Linked DNA regions of Anas platyrhynchos: region 2 is linked to region 1. A link is a contact called in public Hi-C data. All regions are on one chromosome and are shown on one strand. The core of a region is the stretch at or near the end of the contact, and the rest is flanking DNA. Distances in the headings are between cores, read along the strand shown. Region 1 holds the start of KCNE4 (potassium voltage-gated channel subfamily E regulatory subunit 4). Region 2 overlaps LOC106019236 (a long non-coding RNA gene).

Region 1 (5,274 bases), core at 1,284-3,783:
TGGCGGTGCTGGTGCAGCCCAGCACGGCCCCAGCCACGGACGGGTCCCTGGGGGTTTGGATGCCACTTGGCTTGTTCACACCACAACTGCCCCCCGAGAAGCCCTTTGTCTCTAGAAAAGCAGTGATAGGTAGTTAATATGGATGCAAGAGGTTCTCATTTGGTTTTCACTTGTGATTAGTGCATATGATTTGTTTTCATTTTACTGTTATAAAAATGCAAATCTACTCTAGTTGTCCTTACTTTGGTTTGTTAACAAGATCTTTCATTTTGCTGTTCATTTTTTAAAGACAGATGAATCCCCCCCAGTTTAACGATGTTAGCGGATGCTACCAAAGTGGCGCATCGCCTGCCTGTAAGAGACCTTGATTGGTTCCCTGATTAATTACAATGCTGTCCAGCATTCGGAGCGCGTTACCTGCCCAGTGCGGCATCCCGCTTGCCTCGGTGCCATGGCAATGTCATTTCCGCAGCAGCCTTTGCTGCCGAGCCTCACTCGTAGCCACGGCAACATTCATGGATGGGTGACACCACACCGGGATGGGTGACACCGTGCCGGGCGGCCCGGGGACAGGGTGGCTGCTCCCGCAGCAATTGCTGCTTTTCGGGCTCCGTTGCAGTCCAGCACATGGCTTTTTCCATGTGCTACTGAACCTACTTGCTTTAAAATTGACCAGTTCTGAAATGAAGGGCTGAGTCAGATAACGGAAATGAAATGAAAGCCCTAATAAATTAGGGGGAAAAGCCTCGGTTCACTGTACTAACAAGACTTCTGGAAATTTAATTTAGTTAATTTGGCTCAGGAAAGCAGATGATTATTGAGAGGAGCTGGGCAATTTATTTGATGTTTCTGAGAGCTGGATAACTGAGTCAATGCCTCTATCTTATTTTATTTTTTTCCCTTTTGAGATTCATCATACCCTGAAACCACTCATTAGAAAAAAAAATACCCCAAAACTACACAGACAACTCGGTATTTTGGCAATGACCTAGGCTTCCCCTAGGGGGCTTTTCATCTGTGAGGAGGCTCTACTCCCTGTAGGAGGTATTGCAGACAGGTGGGCTGTGCGTGAGATGGAGGGAACGACAGGGCTATACCAGAAACTGGCAGTAGCAGTAGACCCTGAGACCTGGAGGTGCTACAGCAACGTCTGCAGTGAGACAGATGACAGATTTGTAGTCAGACAGGCGTGTTGTTTTGGAGTGCTATGTAGAGCTGATCGATCGTCATGCCTATAGACATCAATGGGATATGATGTTATTAGGCTGGCAACTTGCAGAGCTAGTAGGGTTGGTAGGAATTTTATCTACGAAGGGATTTAGGTATTAAGCCTAAAGGGCAGAATATGATTCACCTTATAAAACAAACAAACAAACCCAGCAACTTCAGTGGAAATGACCCCTGGGAGGATTTGCCGTATCTAACGGAAATGAGAAGTTCACAGGCTAAGCCTGTGCTTCTTGACTGCCTGTAATATAGCAGATATTTTCTGTCCTTAGAAATGGAGCTCAGTGGGAGCTGGAGAGAGAGAACTCCTGGGGCCGTGGGCTTCCTACGGGGGCTCAGCATCCCGTGATACGCAGTCTGCTGAGTGCCACAGGGACAGGGCTCCTGGTTGTGAATGATTTTGCCGTTGCTTTTTATCCTTCTCATAGTTGAAAGATAAGAGTTTTGTTTTATTCTGGTCTGTTTCTTTGCAACCATGTCCCACAGGAGAGGAGAATAAGGGTTTTCTCCCCTCGCTGCCTCCAGCCTGCATCCTGGCACAGCTCATCATTCAGTGCCTCAGTGACCATATGCTTTCTGCTCTTTTGTTCTCTTTTGCATGCTCTTCCCAGAGAGCTAGCTTGGTATTTAAAAGAAGACTTTATGATAGACCAAAACTTTGATGGGAATGTGGGCTTATCTTGTTAATTCTTGGGTTTTGGAAAATAACAAAGGGCCATTTTTATTTGAGATGCATTGGTTGGTTCAGCAGAAAATCAAAAAGCTTAATCACCAAGGCTCCTTAATCCCAGAAAGCTGATGTTTTTCTTGTTTTCTTCTTTCCTCGCTTATGCTGGTAGCTAGTCCGAATGCCAAGATATGTCCACAGCAACTAAATCTGCAGACATTTTTTTTCATTTGAAGCTGTTGCTTACAAGCAATTGATTTAGGTTGCATGTTCTCTATGTCTGGGCTCCAGTCCCAGTACGATGTACCAGGCAGCAAGGACTGGAACCTTCCAGATAGATATACCCATTTCTGCTCAAGAATGAGCAACCATTTAAAGAATTTTCTTTAAAGGCCTGGCCAAAACATGTCCCAGCCTTTGGGAGAGACAGGGGAGAGCAAGACGTGGGCGCTCCAGCTGGAAGCATTCCTGGAATGTGCCTTGCGCCAGCGCCGCTGCTGGCGGGGGCAAGGAGTGGGGCTGGCCCCCCAGGGACATGTGGCAACCAAAGTTTATCTTTTGGGAGCAGGAGGGAGCCTTTTCTGGCAGTTTTCTCATAGAGGGCGATATTCAGAGAGCGCTCAGAGCTTTGCTAGGCTGCCCCAGCTGAATGCGCTTGGCAGATGCTCGGTGCTGTTCTGGGGCTCGGAGGACGCGAGGTGTCTCGCTCACGGCAGAGCCAGCCCCATCCCACAGCAGCTTCACTGTGATCGCATGTGGCGCAGTAAGTATGCTGATGAGCAGAAATGCCACAGAAAAGCTACAGGGGACATGGGCAAGCAATGCGAATGCGTGGTGCTGAGGGACGTATCTGCGTGTGGCTGGGTATTTATTGTCTTGTGGTGTTATTTAGACTGTCCTTAAAATCTTTCCCACATCCCTTCTCCCTACAACTACAGGCAAGCAGGTGGTTTTTAGAGGGCTTTGAAGAAGTAACTTTGGCAGGCTGGTTTGTGAAGGACATCAATGTTGAAAATGGGATAACGTGGGAGAAATCAAAGGAGAGGGACCAGAGGTGCAGATGCAGAAGGTGGCGAGAAGCAGGAGTAGCTGTGACCCCACCACGTACGTACAGACTGCGTGAGTGCTGGTTTTCAAAGCAGTGGCATCTAGTTTGCAATTTCAGTTGATGGTTGAAGGACTTGGGATGAGAATGGGCTGTGTCTCCTTGCCTGTACAATGCACAGAGCCTGAGGGTGAGCCCATGGGGCAGAAGGAGCCTGCAAAATAGATGGCTTGTGCGCATCCCCAGCCATGGGGGAGGCTGGCAGGGAACGTGGGGGCTGAGCGAGCACATGATGGGCAAGACAAGCAACGTGGCCTTTTCCCTCTCTGTATTCATCTGGAAATGGGTAGCAGCATATCAAAAAGTCATCGTCATTCAGGATCCTTGCTGCAAACAGACCCCTTGCCTGCAGCACAGCAGCAAAAGGAACAAAGCCCACTGTGCTGCGCCCTTCTGCTGCACGCTGCTGCTGCTTCCCAGCCTGAGCAACCACCACATACCATGAACTGGGTTTACTACACACCATACACAGTTACGGTGCCTTCAGGAACTCTTCTGACCTTTCAGTTTCAGGATTGATTAGCATTCCACTGATACGTGAATATTCAAGTGTGTGTTCATGAAAGTCAGGAAATTCTGTGACTATGGCCACAGCAGGATTCTTCAGTTATGTAACTCAGAGGAGTATTAATTAATTCTGTGTGTCTAGAGATGTTTTTCTTGTATTTCCCCTCTGGAATAGCACTTTTTTTTTTTTTTCTTTTTCCAAAACATGTTGCTTTTCTAGAGCTTGCTAGGAAAATGCAGGATCATCAGTATCTGTGCAGAATTCTCAACTTCCTGTCGCTTCCTAGATTTGAGTGAAATACCAGCTCAATATGAAGAGCAAAAAGACCACACAAGACCACACATTGTTTACTTTGGGCTGATTATTCACATGTTACAAGCAGCCAAGAAAGGAGACTGTTTTCCCCTAGCTCTAAAAGCATAATTCCATCAAACTAATGGCTGTCTTTACTTTAGCAAAGCAAATAGAATCAGGACGGGGTGATATCTCCCCACTGAGATATAAATGCCGGCACATGCAAAATATATCTCCTCTGGTTTCTTCTGTCACTGCAAGTAAGCTGCCCCTGGTAACGGTAGGCAGCTATACGTTATTAAATTCATTTTCTTTGGTGTCACTTTTTAAAAATAAATTTGGGGACTTCATTTTGATTCCTTTAATCAATCTCTGTTGCATTGTCAAAGTCGCTCTTCTTTCTCTGTTCAGTGTATGACGTGGGGACAGCTTTCCGTGGATGGTGTGGCTGTGCCTCATGGGGAGCACAGCAGTGTTTCCCAGGGGGCTGCTCATTTTCTGTCCAGTTTTGATGTCCATTTTTTGCCCATAGGGTGTACCTAACCTGCACGGTATGAACTCACTGTGCTGATGATGGAGATATCAGGGGAGGACTTCTCCTGATGGGCTTTTCCTTGGGCTTTCCTTGTCTCTTGGAGCTCTTTTGAAACTTCTTTCATGCAGGAGGCAAAAAGTAAGGTGGTGGTGGTAGTGCTGGGCTTGGGGGTTTGCATCAGTCAGGGTCTAATGGAAGATTACATCACTGGAGCTCCATCAGTTGTCCCCATGAGGCTGGATTACCTCTGCTGGTGTTAACAGAAAGAAATGAGTCTTTTCTACCAGCGATGGGGGAAGAAATCCCGTTCTGTTAGAGCTGGCACGACCCTGCACTGCACACAGTTCTTTGCATTATGCGTTTAGAGACGAGCTGTCTGCACTCACATCTGTGGCCCCAGTGACTAATGCTGTGAAACCACACTGACTCCAAGGCTTCGTGGGGCTTTGCAAGGTCATCCTTCAGAACAGACCTCAGCCCGCTTTCAGCAATCATCTTTTGTTACTGTGTTTTATCTGGACACTAAAGGGGAAAACCAACCCTTACAGGACCAAAGGCAGGCTCCAGATGGGTTCGCCATTAGGGGCTGAGAGTTCAGCGGTGGGCTTCAGAACTTGCAGTTTTGTGCCATCCCTCCCTTGCCATGAAGAATTCCTCCTATTTGAGAAGATACGTGTGTTATTGCTGCCTCCTTTGTTCGCTTTCTTTCCTCTTTGCTATACACCTGAGTTTCATCCAGCCGCTGCTATTTGCATCCCGCATTGCTATTTGGTGCCTTTTGTTGTGGTTTCCAAAGCAGACTTTTGGAATAATAATGCAAATAACTGTTCTGAGTACTTTATGCTCTAAAAGTAAGTACAGTCAACAGATGCCAAGATGTAATAAATCAAACTGAAGTGCTGTCTTAGTTGCTTCAGCTTGAAAGGGGCTGCTGCAGA
Region 2 (5,274 bases), core at 1,274-3,773, 92 kb after region 1:
TTGTATTGTGTGAGTGATTTTAGAAATCCATTGTTTCAAAACCTAAAATTTTGCTGTGTAGTTGCACAGTGTCATGGAGCTCGCTTTCCCTGCAGGAACATGGTACCTCACTGCCACATTTGTGCTCAGAGCTACATGTATGTGCGTTGCCAGAATGTCTTTCTAGTTTCAAGTTCAGCTGAAAACTGCCCCTCGACTTTTGCAGTCTCTGCTCAAGTTTTGTGAGGAAGAGGGTCTTGCATGGAGATGCAGGCTTTGAACATGAGGTTGTATTCTGGTTCTCACCCTTACTTCCAAGGCAGAGACCTGTTTTAATTGCTTGGTATTTCCATGCTTGGTCAGCGTCATAAATTCTCATAGTGAAGTGGGTCTTCGACTCTGTTATCAAATGGATCTGCAAATGTAGACCAGCATTTTTAAGAAGCAGCACCTGGAGGTGATCCCTGAGGTCTGTATGTGCAGGTGAGTGACTTGTGGTCAGATCTGAAAAAGAAGGGAGCACTTGCACTGATAGGACTGTTGAGGTCCTGGATTGGGAGGACTGTGCGACATGATGAACCCTCTTCTTTCCAACAGGCCGTCTTGATAGACCTTGACCCTCCCTCCCGGAGCTGAGCGTGGCTGTGACCTGTCATTGCTGCTCTGCAGTCCCCTGTGAAAGGCAGTACCAAAGGTAACTGCTGCTGCTGGAAGGAAGGACTACTGGAGGACCGACCTATGCTGCTTCCTTTTCCTGAGTGAGAATTGCCTGCTTCAGGTATTAATTATTCAAAGCTGATATTTCTGCACCATTTAGGAAGAATCTGGTGGCCCAAATGGCTCCAAGAATAGCTTCCCTTCGTTATTTTTTAATGTGAACATTTTAGTTTACTTCATCATCCAGGGATGTTCTTGCTAAAATGATATATGTCACTGTGCTGGACACAGATGAAGCATTAAACATCCTACGCTGGTGTTTTTACTTGAATGTTCGGTTGGCAGAGAGCGAAGAGTCCTGTCTCTTAAGATCATGTTATCTCTATCTGACTCTCCAGAGGTATAGATATAGTATTGTGAGAGCTTGATATTGTTGTTGCAAACAAGTGGCCTGCAAGCTGTCTGGTGCACTGCATCGGTTCCGTGCTTGATGAATGTAAGCCTTCTTGACAGATCTCAGGGAGGCTGTAGCTGCTGCAAGCTCTTACCGTACTACAGAGCACTACCAAATAGCAAGGAGTCTTTTGCTGTGCATGTTTCCTTGAGGTCATTGCAACAATACTCCTATCAATCACACAAGCAAACCTCTGCGGTGGCATCACTTGTCTGTCACGTTTAATTTGAAACACAGCTGCGAGGCAGGCTGTCGGAGGAAACATCAAACTGCTGGGGGAAAATGTTTTTCAACCTGCTGCTTGTTACACCCTCGCTACCCCAAAAACAACACATGTGGAAAGGAACCCTTCCTCACTGTGTTCATTTTTGTTGCTGTCGTTGTTGGTTTTAGTTTTTACAACAGGCTGTATTCTGAGGACAAGTAGCTGGACTCTTTCCTCAGGATAGTCATTCTATTATCCTTTTATTTTTTAATTTTTTTTAATCATACAGACAATCCAGCTGGAGTCCAGCCTGAGAGACAGGCATATGAGCAAGTATATAGCAGAGGACTGTTGCTCCACACGCAGTCTCAATACGATGTAGAAAACAGCAGGTGGCTATGATGAGCTGAGCACAAGGTAAGAGAGATGCAATTGGTGTATGAAGCATTGCTCAGAGCACAGCAGCTCCCAAGCCATTCTGTGCAGCTTGTAAGAAGAGAGGCTGGGGGAAATTTTAATTTTACTTTAAATGAAAGTCTGTTAGCCTATCGCACAACAAAATCAGGTGGAGGGGACACTGGCAAATATTTATTGGCTGAAATACTATACCAGTACTTCCTGCCTTTGTTCCTCCCCAGACTACCAAAAAATTGTGCCTAAAACTATTAGAAGAATAGTTATAATAAAGCTGTAGGTTGCTCTCAGGTGCATCAGTTTCCAGTCCCATGTCCCCCCCGGCTCTCCCATCCCTGGGAAATGTGTTTCTCAGTCCATGCTATTTCCCGGTAGGGTAGGTAGGGCACTGCCTGGTGGCTCAGCGTGGCAGAAAAATGTGGGAGGCCCAGTGGGGAAGGTGTTTCTCCACCTCCTCCATCTCCACCTTCCCCACTCCAGCCATGTCTCCCCTGCTGTTTTGCCTCTGGCTCATTTGGTGCCAGCTTGGACGTGTAGGAAGCAATTTAACAGAACAAAAAGCCTCACAAGTTTTCTGGTCAGATAAATCCAAGCAGCTGCTGAGGCAGGTGCCTGGCAGGCAGAGAGAGGTTGGGCTGCCCAGCTAGGGGCAGGAACAGGAAGAAGAAACACACAAGAAGAGGGAGGGTCTTTTGTCTCAGCTGCGACCAAACCAAACGCTGCTGCCAGTGAAACCACAGGAATGGTCTGGAATGGTCTGAGCAGGGGGGGGATCCAGGATAGAGCCTTGGTTCCTGGATGGTTTGGTGACGGTGGAATGCTAGACATCCAAACCCTGCTCTTTGCAAAGATAATGTGCTGCACGCCGTCACAAATCAACCCCAGTTGTCTGAGATCACTTATTTCTACACAGACAGATTAAAAATGGAAAGCAGTCTCCTTGAGATGTTTTTAGGATTTGCTTACGAGCTATCAAGTGTTGCTTGGTTACATCTCCACACATCTGTAGAACAGAAGTTATATTTACATTTCAGAAGATGGGAAAAATTTCCCTCTGTAATATCTGATGTATTACAATGGCCATGACCATCATTTGTTTGGTTGTCACAGGGCTGTCACCGGACTGGCTGATTTGATCCACCCACGACGACAGACCCAAGTGAGTTGCATTTAGGTGAAGCACATATTTTATTTTATTTTTTAATATTCTCTAAATACAGGTGTGTTGGGAAAAAAATATATTGATTTAGGAAAAGTGCCAACTCTGCTCCTAAGTTAGATGTGTAAATGCATAAAGCTCTTATTTTATATGAAGCTGTGAAATACAGAGCTTTGCTGAAATTATAAACAAACAGAAGTCACACATCTGATTAATATTTTTAATTATTATCACTATGGTTATGTTCCTGTTGTGGACTGCTTGAACTGTCTCTGATGTGATGAAATTTGCTCACCAATGTGCTTTCCCTTCCAATGATCTGAGACATCAGCCTTTATCTAAGCAGCAGTCTTGGTGGCGTCAGGGGGAATTTTTCCTGCTTTAGAGTATCTTTGTGGAAGCTCTTTGCCCCATTTTTCAATGATACAGCTTGCCAGGATTGTGTGAGCGTTCTGATATACCTTCCCATCCATATACACGACTATGACTGCTGTCTTCCAGAGCCACAACTTTTTAAAATACACTTCTCCAAGCATTTGGTATCTGTCTGCAGACAGAAGTGAAGAGCCAGGAGAACTTAAAACAAACAAACAAAAAACTTAAAGCACTGTTTGCTTTCTTGTTTTTCCTTTTTCCCCCAGATGTGTTATAATTGGTGATTCTAGTTCATCCTACCTTCAGAACCTTCAGAGCACTGTTTTCTTTCTGTAAATTACTAAAATCTTACAGGTACAAGGGTGAATTTAACCTTATAGGAACTCACCAGTGCATTTAGCACCGTCTTCCTTGAGGATTTTCAGTTACCAGATAAATCAGTACACACAACAGTAAAAAAGCAAAGTGAAACTTAATCTTTACCTGTTTATTCAAATCGCTGGAAGCCTGAGGCACTGCTGATGAGCTGCAGCCATGCAGTCACGTCCGCCAAGGCTGAGCAGATAACGCATGTTTATTTGATAGCCGAACCACATCTTACTCTCATTAGCTGGGAATGATTCATGAGGTCTGAGAAGGCTTTTCCAACTCTTTTTTTTTAAAGAAAAAAAAAAACTTTGGAGTGGCTAAAGTCATGCCTGAAATACATGAGAACCCTGGCCTGATGTAGGAAGCAACCTTCCTTGTTTAACGCCCTGTGCCTCTTCTTGCTGAAGTTGCATTTGTTATTTTCACCATCTTTCCCAGCACTGAAAACGGGGTCTCTCAACAGGGAGAAAAGATAGGAAATCATCTGGGGACTGAGTGACAAAGCGTGTCACCTGAGGAACTACTGTGGGTACCAGTGAGGGACAGCAGCAGGAGACTGGGTGTGCAGGAAGATCCCACCAGGCAGAAGTCCTGTCCATGTTCACAGCCCAGGATCCCTTTCTAGATCCTGTCCTCTAGGGAGAGCTGAGGAAGGAGGGCCATGATGGAGCTCAGAACTCCCTCGTTGCTGCTGAGGCCAGCAATAAATATTTGGCCAGCAGTAAATATTTGGCCACCTCGCTGCCTCAGGAGCCTCTGTATCCTTGGTGCACAGCAGGCAAGCTTCAGCAGGAAGGGTGGCCAACATTCGCTTGCCAAAAGCATGTTGTGGGGGTGTCTTTTGGGTCTGCTCTTAGGATTTGGGAAAGAGTTCAGAAAGTGTAAAGTCTTTTAAAGACTTTCTAAACTAATACCTATTTCTTGAGCATTTCTTTAGCTGTAGGAAGTTATTTTCTAGAAAACAATGTGTACTTCTGCTGTGGTCTCTTAAGAACCATATTCCTAGTTTCTTTGTTATGTGTTGTTTTTTTTTTTTCCCCAACAACAAAAACTGCAGAATAGCACAAGAAAAAGTCAAAAGATGAGGGTATGTTTTACTGATGTAGAGAATAATTTTAAATTTGCTATCTCTTCTAAATAGGCACAGAATACCAAGGACCTTATAAAATTTCTAATAATTAAGTGCAATTACTGTCCTAAATTTCCAGACGTGAAAATTGAATATGGATTCTGGTTTCTGGAAGCAGTATGAGATAGCAAGTTATTAAAGCTATGAAGCAGTTTGCAGTGTGTAATAAATACATATAATTACTTGCAGAAAATGGGATTACTGTCGTAAAAAGAAATTGAAAAGCTATTACTATCACCATATGTCACAGTTTGTGTTCTACAGTAAGTCACAATCCTGATAGTTCATTTATAATGCTGGCACGTCAGTAAGGAGAAAACTAAGGCTTATAATAATATTTTCATTTAGGATAGAAGTTTTCATAAGACAGCAACAACTTGAATCTGCTGTTACCTTAACTTTAAATCTCTATTTATTGAGAAAAACCTGTTGACGAATTGTGCTTTTCTAACAGTGGAGGCTGAACCAGCACCTTCCACCTCCTGCATTGCTCAAGGCTATACAGGAAGGTGACAAAATTAATTGGGGTGTTG

What was found. A called contact is a pair of places that touch in the nucleus more often than the background predicts.
Region 2: a Hi-C map of liver shows a contact between it and region 1, with 2.6 times the contacts expected there. The contact joins the enhancer-like site here to the promoter of KCNE4 in region 1. A contact is called at or near these places in 2 of 8 Hi-C or Micro-C datasets (liver and subcutaneous adipose tissue).

The regions. Positions count from the first base shown.
Region 1 is chr9:21,459,398-21,464,671 of IASCAAS_PekinDuck_T2T, forward strand. KCNE4 (potassium voltage-gated channel subfamily E regulatory subunit 4) reads left to right here and starts at 2,534. Exons shown (of 3, transcript XM_021276891.4): 1 at 2,534-2,657. It overlaps LOC140003211 (a long non-coding RNA gene), which reads right to left and starts at 602. Exons shown (of 3, transcript XR_011811460.1): 1 at 418-602.
Region 2 is chr9:21,551,033-21,556,306 of IASCAAS_PekinDuck_T2T, forward strand. LOC106019236 (a long non-coding RNA gene) reads left to right here. Exons shown (of 9, transcript XR_011811326.1): 3 at 577-757; 4 at 1,585-1,712; 5 at 2,820-2,868. Among named protein-coding and RNA genes, the nearest start is that of SCG2, 44 kb to the right of the region's middle. Within about 2 kb of position 2,524, at least 4 of the 8 cell types and tissues checked have an H3K27ac peak or open chromatin away from gene starts, as enhancers often do.